Linked DNA regions of Mus musculus: regions 1, 2, 4 and 5 are each linked to region 3. Evidence: chromatin contacts called from public Hi-C, HiCAR-type and promoter capture Hi-C data. All regions are on one chromosome and are shown on one strand. Each heading gives the region's core, a stretch centred on a gene start, on an enhancer-like site or on the middle of the called end of the contact. The rest is flanking DNA. Distances are from core to core; before and after follow the strand shown.

Region 1 (2,700 bases), core at 123-2,622, 1.4 Mb after region 3:
AATTTTTATAACAGGGGTTTTAGCTTTTATCAGATGATTCCAACACCTATGTGTCCTCAGCAGTAATATTTGCACCCTTTCCTGCAATAATTAAGATTTCCCAATAACTCATATGCCAAGTCACTTGTTATCCATACTGAATGCTAGGGTATGCGATGCTAAACTCTGTTTCAGTTCTAAGAAGTTGGCATGTTTAAGAGATAACAGATCTGTCTTATGAGTTGTGGTTTCCACGCCATACAGTTTTGGAATATCCCTGTGCAGGATGGCACCATGCTGTTGCTGTTATGTTCAGTTCTGAAAAGCCTCTTGTTTTTGTTTGTTTGTGACAGGGTTTCTCTATTATGTAGCCCTGGCTATGTAGACCAAGCTGCCTGGGCTGGGTTGGCACATGTCTTTAACTCTAGCACTGGGGAGCAGAGGCAGGCGGGTGAATCTCTGAGTTCAAGGCCAATCTGGGCTAACAAGGAGGTGGTCAGCAAATGGTTCAGTGGATAAAGGTTCCTACTGACAAAACTGACAACTTAAGTTCCATTTCCAGGACTCACACAGTAGAACAAGAGATTGGACCCCTGCAAACTTCTGTGCATACCCTTATACCCCCACTCTACTTTGATAAAGAATAAATAAATCAATAATTGTAGTAATAAAGCCAACCAAACTTGGCAGGGGCAGTAAACTCACTACCAATGGCTTATAAGTCCTCTAAATTTAGGTCTCTCCCAGTTTATCTGTTCCTGTTTCCAAGCCTAAATAAAATGGCTCCCCCAGGCCCTCTGTCCAGCTATGACAGCAGTATGTATAGTACTCTCAGGGTGCTTAACCTGCCATCCGAGGACTGGGAATCACCTTACACCCATCCGTTAGTGTAAGGGAAGCTGTCTGTCCAAGTAAGGAGCTATGTGGTTGTATTCACTGGTATCAAATCGAGTTATGCAGAGGACGTCCTACAGCCACTTGGATAAGGGAGGGTTGATTAGATCTCCTCAGTCGGCTGCCAGCAGCAACTGGCAACTGGTAAGGTAAAGGGAAGAAATCTCTTTTCTAGATAAAGGAACCCCAAACACTCTCTTTAAAGGACTATTTCCTGATTGATCCACAGTAAAGCCCCCAATGAACATATCCTGCCCAGATCCAAATCTCCAAACTGGCCTTTAAAAGGATTTTCCATGAAACACATAAAGATACCTGCGTGTGAAAGAAGGCATGGCTATGAGACAAACACAATAAAACAGCATAAAAACCAAGAAAGTGGGAGGGGCAATCCTGGGCAATTCATAGTTCTTAAGACAATTTCAGAACTGCAGATGGTGCCCAGAGAAAGAGCATTTGGCAGCATGAGGCTGGAGTTTCAATACTGTTTTGATTTCAGTTTCAGTTGCTATGATAAAATACACTTACAGAAAGCAACCCTTGGGGGGAAGGGCTTCTTTAGCTCACAGTTACAGGCGACAGTCTATCCTAGCAGAAAAGTCAAGGTGGCAGGACCACAGCACAGCTGGTGACAAGGTGTCTCCAAGGAATTCACGCTCACTCCCACTCAGCTTGCTTTCTCTTTTCACAGTACAGGACCCAACCCAGGAAACTGCTACCTACCACACAGTTCTAGGCTGGATTTTCTTACACCAACAAATGAAATTAAGTCAGCTTCCCCACAGACCAACCTGATGCACACGATGCCTCACTGGGCTTCTCTTACCAACTGATTCTAGACTGTGTCAACGCTGACAATGAAAACGATCCACCACAAATCCTTCCTCGGTACAGAAAAAAAAATTCACATTTTCTAACACATATAAAATGATACTAAATCCATGCAACAGGAATCAGGATGTCAAAAGAAAGGAAATAAAGGAAATCAGAGTGAAGAGTGCTAGTAAGATAAGAATATGAAGCGAAGCATGGTGCCCTAAGGCTAGAATTTCACCACTAAGAAGACTGGAGCAGGAGGAATGGCCTAAGTTTAAGGCCAGCCTCAGGTACAGAATGAGATCCAGTCTCAAAAAACACCAAATCAATTTTTTAAAAAAAGGAGAAGTGGAAGTGAAGGAGGGCTGGAGAGATGGCTCAGTGGTTAAGAGCATGTCCTGCTCTTGCAGAAGGCCCAGGGTTGGTTCCCAGCACCCATGCTGAGAGACTCACAACCACCATCTTAATTCCAGTTCCAGGGGTCCGGACACCAGGGTTAAAGGCAAATAGCTGACATGCCCAGCCTCTCCTAATTATTTTAAGTTTCAAATATACTTTATTTACATAAATCAAAGAATCAGAAACGCATCTCAAGAACAATTAACAAGTTGGGCATAGTGAGGCTGGCCTTTAGTTCCAGCACTCGGGAGGCACAGGCAGTGGAGCTCAGACCCAGCCTGGTCTACACAGCAAGTGTCAAGCCAGCCAGGGCTACAGTGAGAGCCTGTCTCAAAAAGGAAAAAAAGGCAATAAAAAAGATGAAGACAAGGGTCTTTTATAGGTAGATTTCCTCACCATGATCAGCAAACAAATTTAACATATTCCAGAAAAAAAGAATTTGGAGAAACATGCAGAAACAGTCCAGATTATATTAACTGTAATTTTGCTTAAAGCATGAAAGAACTTGCTTTGTTCATTCACTTGTTCATCCACTGTACATTGAGGCACCAAGCATGTGCCGGGAACTAGTGAAGCAAAAGGTGAAAGTGGGTTCCTGTTTTTCTAGAGACC
Region 2 (2,700 bases), core at 152-2,651, 1.5 Mb before region 3:
AGGTCAGATACCTCTTTCAAATAAAAGTGGACAGTCCCATGCTAGGTTACAGACCTGTTTGAAATGTGAAACACATACAGGATCCCAAAGACTTCTCAATGAGTAAAAAGGTGCAGGATAGCTCATTGGTGTTTTTAGAATGGTCATATTTGAAATGATTATTTTTGTCCTATTTAGTTAAGTGTCTATTAAAAATCATATTCATTGCTTCTTGGCCTTTTTGCATTGGCCAAGTATGAAAACTAATTTACTTACTTCCCCAAACTCACTGTGTAGATCAGGCTGGCCCACAGAAGTCTGCCTACCTCTGAGTCCTGAGATTAATGGCACGCATCTACCTTTCCATTTTGTTTTAACCTTTAAAAGATGTGATTGGTAAAGGTTGTGTAAGAAGCTATGACAGGGTATAAAGAACCAGAAAGTAAGGAGAAAAGGTAAGTTTCACAGACAGCGGCAGTTAACTGGTTTGGTTTTGGATCAGGGTTTCTCTGTGTAGCCCTGGCTGTCCTAGAACTTGCTCTGCAGACCAGGCTGGCCTCGAACTCACAGGTCCACCTGCCTCTGCCTCCCGTGTGCTGGGATAAAAAGCGTGCGTCACCGAGCCCGGGCTGAAAGACAGAGTGCAGAGGCAGGATTCAAACCCTGGTCTGTCCACGAACCAGAACTCCCTTCGGACTGAGACTCGATCCTGTATCCCCTCTCATCGCTACGCCATCTTGTCTCAGGGGTGATCTAAACCTTCTCGACAGTCTCCTCGACCATGATTTTCAAAGGTAGGAACCCCTCAGGGTAGTCCCCAGAAACGCTCACCTGCTGACAGCCGCCTAAACCGCCCAGGCCACTCTCTCCTCCTTAAAGCTTTTCACTGTGAGGGTGTGCGATTTCCACAGCTCTCCAGCCCGGCGTTCCTCACGCCCACCATAATAGCCAATCACGTCTCAGAAACCCGCTTACGGCCACGCCCACGATCGATACTCAATCACTGCGAGTGCGAGTGCCGTCTTCTCAGCGCGTTTTAGTGAGAGTCGCGCGCCACCGTTCGGCCGTTGGTGGCGCTGCTCTCTGTGAGGTGCGTCTACCGGAAAAGCGGAACGAGGGGCGGGGGATGCCGGTGCGGTAACCCTTGGGATTGGACAAGAGAAGTTCCGCGCTCTAACTCCGCCCACCCCGGAGCGAGCTATTCCAGTCGGAGACTCCAGGGATTGGTTCCCGATAGACCTTTACGAAGCTAAGAGATTAACGTTCCGCCTCCTGGGGCCCGTGAAGAGGGAGCTTCTCTGATTGGTCTGAGGGTCCAGGCGCGCGCCTGAAGACGCCTCGAGATTGGCTGATGGCTCGCGCCGTCATCGGTCCTTAGCGGCGATTGGCTGGAAGGCGGAGCCGGCTATTTGAAGGGAGCGCGCTGAGCGGAGGAGCGCTTCAGAGGGAAGAGTTGGGAGACGCAGGGAGGTTTCCGTCCTGTCGTCCCCCCCTTCTTCTCTGTCGCAAGTCACTGTGAAGAAGTCTCCACAGCAGCTGCGGCTCCCGGGCGCGGTGATGGCCAAGGTGTCGGTGCTGAATGTGGCTGTGCTGGAGAACCCGAGCCCTTTCCACAGCCCCTTCCGGTTCGAGATCAGCTTCGAATGCAGTGAGGCCCTGTCTGACGGTGAGGCCGGGCCTGAGCCGGGGACCCCAGACCCTCCTGCCCTCGGGGTTTCGCCACCCCCAATCTCCCGGGGCCAACTAGATCTCCCATTAGATACGCCTCCATGGCCCAGCTCCGGTCTCTCGGTGGAGCCGGCTCTGTCCAGTGTACATTGTCTGGTGGAGGCCTCGTCACCCTTCGTCTTGCACCGCTTGTCCTTGTACGCTTTCCCTGGAGACCCGCAGCCACGCCTTTTCCCTATGGCTAGACCCCGCGTTGATGCCCTTCCTCCTAAGAAACCATCCACGTGTCCTATGGAATCCCAACCTCCAGTCCCGTCCCCCCCCCTTTTCCTTGTGGGTATCTTTTCCTACAAAGCAGCCAGACTCTTCTGTTGCCCTGTCCGCCCATGTCAAGACCTTCTTCACCCCATGGCTCCCAAAAACCCCCTCCCCAGACAACTCCAGATTTGTCCCCCACAACTCCTGCTTGCCAACCGTAACAACATGGTGTTGCCTATAAGCCTTCTTCCTTTAGGTTAGTCCCAGATCCTATGTCTGAGCTCCCTCTGAGGAGAGATGGGGGCTTCTGACTCCAGGCTTTGTAGGTAACTTGGTCTCCCCAGCTCCTGGTCTGGGTGAATGTCCTGAGGTGAGGGGTGCCACAGCCAGGCAGGCCTCTTCCAGTTTCTGAGATTTCTACTAGCTGCCAGCTAACTCAGTGCAAGGAACCCCTCATCCCTTTTGATGGGCTGACCTTGTCTGGGGAGTGGGTGGACTGACCAAACAGGGATGGGATCCAACTTCCATCAACTGGGAGGCCACGGGCTTTTGTGGATCTTTCACAGAATGACTTAATTCATCTGTGGGACATAAAGGTGGACATGGCTCTCATCACACAGATGAGAGAACAAGAGCCATAAAGAGCAAAAGACTTTCAAATAAATCCATGAACATGTAAACTGTGAAGTCACTTTGGATTCTCAGCTCCCCAGCAAAAGGCAAGTCCTGTTTTCAGAGGACCTGCTTTCAACACTCCACGAGACCATTTCTCTACTGAGTGTTGAAAGGATGTAG
Region 3 (2,700 bases), core at 100-2,599:
TAACCAGGAAATTAAAAACAGATATTTTCCCCAAAAGATTATTTTATGCCAAGTAAAACAAGGGACTTGTGCCCTACAGAAACAGAATGCATAATTCATACTGTAAAAGCCTTAACTGAAAATTATTTAAACATCAAAGTAATCTGCCAACAGACTGATCACAAAGTGCAAGTTTGCTACAATTTAGTTGGGTGGAAAGAATGAACGTAACTCTACATTTTGGAAAACATGACTGTTTTGATATTGCAGACTGGTATGCTCTATCGACTAAACTTGCACAACTTTCCATCATCAGCATTTTTAAACATTGCCTATAAATCATACTGAATAAAACATGTAACTTTTTTGTTTAAAGATTTTAATAAACCTACAAGGACACGCCCTAAATAATATACTTAAATCAGATTTTAAGTCTCCACCCATTTCCAATTACTCCAGAGAGAAGGAGGGGGGAGGGGAAGAGAGAGAGGTAGTCATTTTAGGAAGATTCAGGAAAAAGAAGTACAGCCAGATCTGCATGCCGGCATGAAGGCCTAAGGATGATTTTAATGGAATGAGTTTTTGTTCATCACACTATAATTAGGCGTACTTAAATGTAGGAAAAGAAAAATGATTTTTTTAAAAATTACGACTATTACTCCATGAGTTCAGTCTAAATATGAATGATTTCAAATTCACGAATCCGCATATTTAAAAAAAAAATCTGTAAGCAGACATGTCAAATTTACAACAGTAAATAGCACGAATGGGACGGGGCACACGCAGAGAGGAAGAGCCTCAACGCCGACTTTATTCGAACCGTGTTCCGTTAACAACGTAGTGGAAGGACTAGAAACCACACATCAAACTGGTTGGTTTTTTTGCGGCGTTCCGGAAGTCCACAAATTTGCAAAAAAGTTAGCACCATTACTGTCCTTTTGTCTGCTTTATGCTGCCACCCAGGTGGCGGGGAGCGACAGCTGAGAAGCAGCACCGCACTCTCCCCAACCGCGAACAAAGCCATGCGGGGCGGCAGGGGTCCGCGGGCCGGCCCGGGACCAGAAGGGGCAGCGCCGGGTCCCCGCTCCCAGGCCCCCGCCGCCCGCGGGCCGCCGCGCACCGCCAACCGCCGCCGAGCAACGGCCACCCGCCCTGCCCGCCCCGCCCGCTCGCGCCGGCCCAGCCCACCTGTTGGTCGCACTCGGGGCACGATTTGGTGGCCATCTTCACTTTCTTGGCTCGAGTTGCAGACATGCTCCCCTCCTGAGCAGCGGTGGAAGCAGCGCCGTGCCTCCGCTGCTCCACACAGCGCGTCCTCACTCCAGCCGCGACCCAGCCGTGGAGGCGCGCGTGCGCGTGCGCGGGGCTGCGTGCGGGTTGGAGGAGGGGGGCGCCGCGGCCCTTCCAGGGAAGTCCCATCGCCACGCCCTCTAAGGCGGTGGACCGCTCGGGGGCGTGGCTCCGACGAGACTCCACCAACCAACGCACAGGTGGGCCGAGCCCTGGTGCTGGGCACGCCCCCTCGTCGGCCCCAGAACCAGAGCCTGAAATGGTTACTGGCAACGGAAAACCTCTCTGCAAATGTCAGCAATGCTAATCCGAGAGAAATTATAATAGACACTCGATGAAACCCCTAGGCTTCCAGCGTCAGGGGTATAAACTTCACTATTCATTAAATAATTGCCTACGATCCACTATTAAGCACACCGAATAAGAAATGTCTGCCTTCAAGGAACAGTCTACAAGGCTTTGTTTTTGGAGGGGGTGGAGAGGTTGGTCTGGTTTCATCTTGTGTATCACTGATACTGAGTAGTTTAAAATTAAAAGCAAATTATTTGAAAAGTGAAACAAAATGCTGTGCACTCCTATCATCCCAGCTTTCACTGCTCTTGTTCAGATCTACAGTGAGAGAGCAGAGAGATATTTTTAAACTGTAGTTTGATGAAGAAAGGAGCATGAGCTGGGTATAAAGTTGCAGAAAAGGGAGGGGTAACACACAGAGCATCTGCCATTGTTAAAGAGACTCCTCATACTCTGTACTATAGGAAAGGTATCTCAGGACAAAGACACTACCTGTCCAAAAAAAAAAAATCTAAACGTGTGAAAATGTAAAGTCAGTTAAAAGAAGTGTGTGTGTGAATAGAGTCCTTAACACAAGGGTTCCCCAATCCCAAATAACCCCCTAAGGAAGTCTCCAGGATCAGCCTTGAAGGGACACAAAACTTCTGCCACTTTGGATCAAAGGGAGCAGATGACATCTGGAGCTGACAGCATTATCTTGGGCTACTGGTCTTGCAAGTAAGAGAAATGTAATGTTCACTGCCTGGACACACACACGACCTTTACTCTCTCAAGAGGGCACACTAAGCCCGGTGTGGTGTCTGCACGCTTTTAATCCCAGCACTCAGGAGGCAGAGGCAGTCGGATTTCTGAGTTCGAGGCCAGCATGGTCTACAAAGTGAGTTCCAGGACAGCCAGAGCTATACAGAGAAACCCTATCTAAAAAAAAAGAAAAAAAGAAAGAAAAGAGGGCACACTAGGGAGATGGATCACAGGAAGAAAGAAAGTGGGCTTAGAGTTAGTGATTTTTCTGTATCAGCTGGGGTCAGAACTCACAGTCCTGTTTGATTGCCAAGTTGGAAAAGAATTGACACACGAATGTGGGTGGAGGGCAGGGAATTACTGTTCCATGCCACTAAATTCCTGGAACAAGACAGAGGC
Region 4 (2,700 bases), core at 59-2,558, 1.5 Mb before region 3:
CCCAGCACCGTCCACCCTGGCCACCCTCTATTACAGAGCTCTGGTGAGGGTAGGGATAATTTGTTTCCAAGAGTACATTTAGCAGTATCTGGAGATGTTTGTGTTGTCCCAGGCAGCAGACAGATGGAAGAGTACCAGCATCCAGAGTGTGAGGGTGGGGTTCTGATATCAACCTAGTGTGCAGGAGACCCTCCAGCAGAGTGCTCAGGCCCCTGGTGTCAGTGGCAAGGTGGGAAACTGACCACGTTCTGACAGTGCAGACTTGAAAGAACACCGAGTGAGGTTCTAGTTCAGTGGTACAATGCTTACTTCGCAGGGAGTATGCATCGTGTTCAATCCCCAGCATTGCATAAAAACAAAATTTAAAGATGAGCATCCAGAAGGAAGGAGAACGGCTCTCTTCCTGCCCAAAAGGGGCAGGTTATGTTGGTCATGTCTAGGCAATGGAGATTAGTTAAGAGCAAGGAACTAGCCTGACCGAGCCTCCATAAAATGGGAGTATGGCAGGCCCAACGTGCAAGGTACAAGAAGTAATGCACTTGGCTGGCGTCCGTAGTTACTACTTTTCAGGGGCCTAGGGTTGAGCCTTAGCAAAGAGTGTAGATACTCTGAGTCTCCTCCCAGCACGCCCTCAGTTCTGGGTCCAACATCCCCTTGCAGCTCCAGTTGTGTCGCGAGCAAACCAAAGCGGACCCCGAGCTAGTTGGGTCACGGCTGCCCAGTGTCGGGCCTCCTTATGAATGACACCGAACGGCGCCCGGCGACCCTTGACCCTCGGCGCCAGCCCGCCCCTCCCCCCCTGGCAGGTGGACAGCCGCTGCGCCGGCCCGCCGTGGCGTCAACCTCTGGCCCGTGGCCGCTGCCGCACTGGGCAGGGGCGGGAGACTGCAGCGCGCACATTGCCGCACGGGCGTCCGCCGGGCCGCCTCCCGCACCTCGCAGCGCCTGCCACCCAGCCACCCTCCAGCCGCCGCAGCCTCCGCCCCGCCCGCTGCCCGGGCCGCAGCCTGAGCCGCTGCCCCGCCCTCTCACCCCGGGACTGACACTAGCCGGGGCCGCCTGTCTCCGCCAATCGACGGCTTCGCAGGGGCAGCCCCAAGCCCTCTCGGGCTTCTCGGCCAATCACGTGCGTTCGCCCGCCCGACTGCGGCCTCACGAGCCCGTGAGTGGCGGAGAGTCTGCAACTCGCGTCACTCATCCAGGAGCCTATGGTGGCGCGGGAGGGTTCCGGAGGGCCAATGGACAGCGGCGTAGGGCTGTCAGTCAGGGAGGCCTGAACCAATGGGCGGTGGGCTGCGGGGGCGTCACGGACAGAGGACTTGGGCTGAGGCTCCCCCGCGGGCGGGCGCAGAGAGACGCGGGAAGCAGGGGCTGGGCGGGGGTCGTGGCGCCGCAGCCAGCGCAGCCAGCCCCAGGGGCCGCCGCCTCCGCTGCCCAGCGCGCTCCGGGGCCGCCGGCCACCTTAGCACCCGCCGCGTCGCAGCTCCGGGACTGGCCCCGGCCGCGACGCCGCCGCGATGGGCAACGCCGCCGCCGCCAAGAAGGGCAGCGAGCAGGAGAGCGGTGAGTGCCCGGCCGTCACCCTGATCTTCACTGCGTGCGGCCTGCCCGCGCAATGCCCATCACTGCATGGCCCCTCCCCCATATGCCCCCCCAATCTTGTCTGCCTGCACCCCTGCCTGCTGCCTGTTCACGTTGGGGTCGGATCACCGCAGAGATACTTTGCCCCCAGTAGGGCCTGGTGCCCATGGCCTACCATCCCCCACTGCAAAGGCCGTGCCCCCCCACCCAGCTGTCACTGCCAACCATTGCATGTATGACCGCCGGGGCCCCAGATGAGGCCCTGTCACCACACCAACCCCTCTTCTCCTAGTCCCTTTCTCCAGATTCTATACCCCCTCCCACTTCGTCACTTACCTTTCCCACACAGCGCCCCAATGCCTGACCCTGATCCAGGCTCCTGCCAGTTTCGGGAGTGCTGTGGGGTCCACGCTGCAGGGACCTTGGCCACTTGGTGACCACACCCCTCCCCCTCCAGCCCCCGCCATCTTTCTCCTACCCCTGCCCGATTCACCTCATCACAGCTCCCACCTCCAAGCCACCCCCACCCCCATGAGCATTTCCCGGGGCCACCTCCTGCATTGTTTTTCCCTTCTGTGTCACTTGGCATGGGGGACAAGATCTTTCTGGGTCCCTCTGCCCCTCTCATCCTGTCACTCCACCTCCTCCGTGCATTCGTCTGGCCCTGGCTGGGGTGGCAGACTGTTTATGAACCTAGAGAGCTGCTTCTGCGCTTCCTTATCCAAGTTGGAGCTGGTCTTGCTCAGAGCCATTACGTCTGTCCTTTTTCTTGGGTTGCGGGTGAGGTAAAGCGGCAGAGCACCCTCCTGGCCTACCCTGAGGTCTGGGTTCCTTAGAAGGCCCCTCAATAAATGGTCGTTTCACAACTGCGGTTCTGTCGTTCACCCAGCCCCTGGGGCTGGTTTGAAACTGCGGATGAAATGAATAGCAAAGGCTCATTCCACTGAATGGGGATGGTCAGAAGAATTGCGCGCATTGGGGTAACGCCATCCAGCAATAGGTGACAGCTAATGATTTGGTTTGCTTAAGACAGATGGATTCTGTGCATACCGAGGGCTCACCCAGAGGGAGGTATATCCACACACACATACACACACCCCCCCCCCAAAAAAAAAACCA
Region 5 (2,700 bases), core at 67-2,566, 1.2 Mb before region 3:
TCTCTATGCATGTAAGGGCATGTGCTCGTGGAGGCCAGAAGAGGGTGCTGCAGGTAGTTACTGTGGGTGCTGAGAACTTAATAGGTCTTTGCAAGAGGGGTCCATACTTTTAAGCTGCTGAGCCAGCCCTAGCTAAGCAAGTACTCTTGCCACTGAACTACACCCCCAGCTCCAGTTGCTTTGCCTTGCATCCCATAACATGTCCCATGCCCTAACAATTGAAGGTGCCTCCTCACCTAACGCTGTACCATAGCCAGCAGTGGCCAGAGCACCCGTGTTACAGTGGGTCAGCACGGTCACCTTGCCACCCCTGGGGTTGGTCTGCTCTAGGAGATGGCGGGCTCCCAAGTCCCCGATGCTCCGGTTGTCTTTGAGGTCCTTCTCCAACATATCCTCGGCGAAGCGGATCACTCTGGGGACAGAAGAAGCTCTTAGCACTGTTGGAAGGGAGCTGGCTAACTTTGAAGGGGCCGCCCTTTAAAGGTGAGGTGGGGTTCTGAGAGCCTGAGGACACTTCCACTCTGATCACTAATATAAGTGAGCCAGGAGCTGGGGCTGACGCACAGCAGTAAACAGGAGGAAACCCTTTACCTCTGTGATGATGACGTCATGGTGGGAGAGGCAGTTGATGAACAGGAAGGGGCAGAATCAGGGACAAGGTGTTTTTACAGAAGGGGAGGGGAAGGAGCAGGAACCTGGAGATGAAGTTCTAACTCCAGTGCTTTAATGCTCTAGACTCTAGTCTCAGCCACAGGCAGGAGCCGTACCGGTGCAACAGAAAAGCAGTAAGAACCAAGTGGCTGGACCGGAAGTGGGATGGGAAAGAAAATGGTAGAGAGGAAAGCTGGGCAGAGCACACAAGACTGGTCCAGGATCCCGTACCTTTCCCGCACGGTCTCTTCAGTGGCACCCTCTCGTTCCGCCTCCTGGGCTGCCACTTGACCCAGATCGCGGGCGGCGCGGGCCATGTTGACAGCGGTGGGCCGGGCGGCGACTAAGAGGCGCAGCTGGTCTCGCACGAAGGCCACCAGAGCAGCGAGTCCGGGACCGCCGGCGCCGGCCCGCAGCTCCACGGCCAGGCTGAGGCAGCCGACCAGCGCGATGGCCGGGGCTCCGCGCACCTTCATGGCGCGGATGGCTTCACTAGCCTGCTGCACGGAGCTCAGTGCCTCATAGTGGCAGTGCTCTGGCAGCTGCAGCTGGTCGAGGATCTGCAGCGAGCCGGGCGAGTAGCGGATCGCTTCCAGTGTCATGTTGCCTACCCTGCAGGGCCACGAGGAATCCTGCACAGGCTGCGGGGCGGAGTTGCGTCCTGCCGCGTGCGCATGCGCACGCGCTCCTAGGTTATCGGGCGATTAGCGTCTTCCAGAGTGGCTGTAACTTCTCCCAAGGCCGAGTTCTAGCTCCAAGATGCTTGGTGATGGGGCTATTTTTTTGCCGGAAATCGTCCATCCGTTACTGAAGCGATGACTTGGAACTCTCAGCTCTGCCTATCCACGGCTCACAGACACCCAGCGCTTAATCAGCGTGTCAAACGACCTTCCGTGGGACTACTTTTGTCTCCATTTTTTTAAAAAAAAGCAAGCACCATGAGGGACGTTTATTCTCAGGGCCTGAAGAGATTGCTCAATGGTTAGGCGTGCATTCTGCTCTTGTAGAGGACCAAAGGCTTCACGACTGCCGCTAGTTTTAAAGGATTCAAGGCCCTCTTTCAAACCTCAGTGAGACAACATACTCACAACATGCAAACACACAAAAATAAACCTCAGATTTTAATTCCAGCATTCAGGAGGTAGAGATATATTTGTGAATCTGGCTCCACAATAGTTACAGAACGAGTTCCAGGACAGCCAGGGATACATGAGAAACCCTATTTTAAAGCTGGACCACACCTTGTCTCTATTGCTGGGGTGCCAGGATGACGGTTGTCTGCCCACTATGCCTGGCTGGATTAGGGTGTTTTTGAGGTTGTTTCACAAACATCCCTACTGGCTGGCCACTATGAGTGACCCACACCAGCCCATGACATGGAGTTTGGATGTTCTTCCTGCCTGCCGTTAGCTTTATTTCTCTGGCTCCAGCAGCCTGGCCCTCTTTCAACCTTCCTTATGTAGTCCTTGACACCTCATAAGGGGACGTCACCCCAGGCCGTGGCCAATCTTGGTCAGTATCTCAAACCCTTCATCGGGCTTTGTGGGGCCACACTGCCGTCACAACGATGCAGCAGCATCTGCTTAGTTGGCTGGAAGTGAGGGCAGGGCAGCTACTAGATGAGTTTAGAAACAAGGCAGGGACAAAGAACAGCACTTTAATGCTCAGGTATCAGGGTTACATCAAGGCACAGGCATTCTCACCAAAACCAAATAAATAATAATCTGTATAGGAAGGTAGGTCTGTATCTGGGCTGGCAGCAATGTGCCAGTCCCTAAGGTCTGGACGCGTCATGGCTTCTGGTCCTGGAATTCTGACTCCCTTACTCGCTCTCTGAGTCAGAGTAGTCAGCCACCAGGGAGGCATTGGGGGTGTTGGGGTTCAGCAGGTCCTCCTGGGAGGAACCTAGGGGGAAGGCCTGATCACTACAGTTTCTCTTGGATTCTGATGTCTTGCTGGTCCTGGATGCTTCTGCTGCCTCTTCAAGTGTCTTGCTACCCTGGGTGGTTCCTGGTGGCCTTCTTTGTTCTTCTGACAAGGAGTTGTCTG

What was found. Promoter capture Hi-C pulls out the DNA fragments that hold promoters and counts their contacts. Hi-C and Micro-C count contacts between places; a contact is called where the count stands out from the background. HiCAR-type assays count read pairs that join an accessible place to other places.
Region 1: a contact with region 3 is called in a HiCAR-type map of astrocytes, with 4 times the contacts expected there. The contact joins the enhancer-like site here to the promoter of 4921524J17Rik in region 3. A contact is called at or near these places in 1 of 484 Hi-C or Micro-C datasets (embryonic stem cells), 4 of 115 datasets of contacts at active chromatin or transcription factors (astrocytes, bone marrow-derived dendritic cells, embryonic forebrain and 1 more) and 1 of 9 other capture datasets (embryonic stem cells).
Region 2: a contact with region 3 is called in a Hi-C map of CD4 T cells, with 11 times the contacts expected there. The contact joins the promoter of Asf1b here to the promoter of 4921524J17Rik in region 3. A contact is called at or near these places in 1 of 39 promoter capture datasets (cranial neural crest) and 1 of 484 Hi-C or Micro-C datasets (CD4 T cells).
Region 4: a contact with region 3 is called in a promoter capture Hi-C map of liver, with 5 times the contacts expected there. The contact joins the promoter of Prkaca here to the promoter of 4921524J17Rik in region 3. A contact is called at or near these places in 2 of 39 promoter capture datasets (liver and pre-B cells).
Region 5: a promoter capture Hi-C map of liver shows a contact between it and region 3, with 4 times the contacts expected there. The contact joins the promoter of Mri1 here to the promoter of 4921524J17Rik in region 3. A contact is called at or near these places in 2 of 39 promoter capture datasets (cranial neural crest and liver) and 1 of 484 Hi-C or Micro-C datasets (B cells).

The regions. Positions count from the first base shown.
Region 1 is chr8:86,869,564-86,872,263 of GRCm38.p6, forward strand. The region is part of intron 1 of N4bp1 (NEDD4 binding protein 1); the gene reads right to left. Among named protein-coding and RNA genes, the nearest start is that of N4bp1, 14 kb to the right of the region's middle. Within about 2 kb of position 1,373, at least 62 of the 459 cell types and tissues checked have an H3K27ac peak or open chromatin away from gene starts, as enhancers often do.
Region 2 is chr8:83,954,293-83,956,992 of GRCm38.p6, forward strand. Asf1b (anti-silencing function 1B histone chaperone) reads left to right here and starts at 1,402. Exons shown (of 4, transcript NM_024184.2): 1 at 1,402-1,645. The coding sequence starts at 1,537. Gm10644 (predicted gene 10644) reads right to left here and starts at 1,041. Exons shown (of 5, transcript NR_169070.1): 1 at 811-1,041.
Region 3 is chr8:85,431,492-85,434,191 of GRCm38.p6, forward strand. 4921524J17Rik (RIKEN cDNA 4921524J17 gene) reads right to left here and starts at 1,350. Exons shown (of 4, transcript NM_025722.3): 1 at 1,168-1,350. The coding sequence starts at 1,233.
Region 4 is chr8:83,971,670-83,974,369 of GRCm38.p6, forward strand. It overlaps Prkaca (protein kinase, cAMP dependent, catalytic, alpha), which reads left to right and starts at 1,309. Exons shown (of 10, transcript NM_008854.5): 1 at 1,309-1,563. The coding sequence starts at 1,518.
Region 5 is chr8:84,256,008-84,258,707 of GRCm38.p6, forward strand. Mri1 (methylthioribose-1-phosphate isomerase 1) reads right to left here and starts at 1,317. Exons shown (of 5, transcript NM_026423.4): 1 at 883-1,317; 2 at 237-412. The coding sequence starts at 1,253. It overlaps Ccdc130 (coiled-coil domain containing 130), which reads right to left. Exons shown (of 10, transcript NM_026350.3): 10 at 1,760-2,700. The coding sequence ends at 2,474.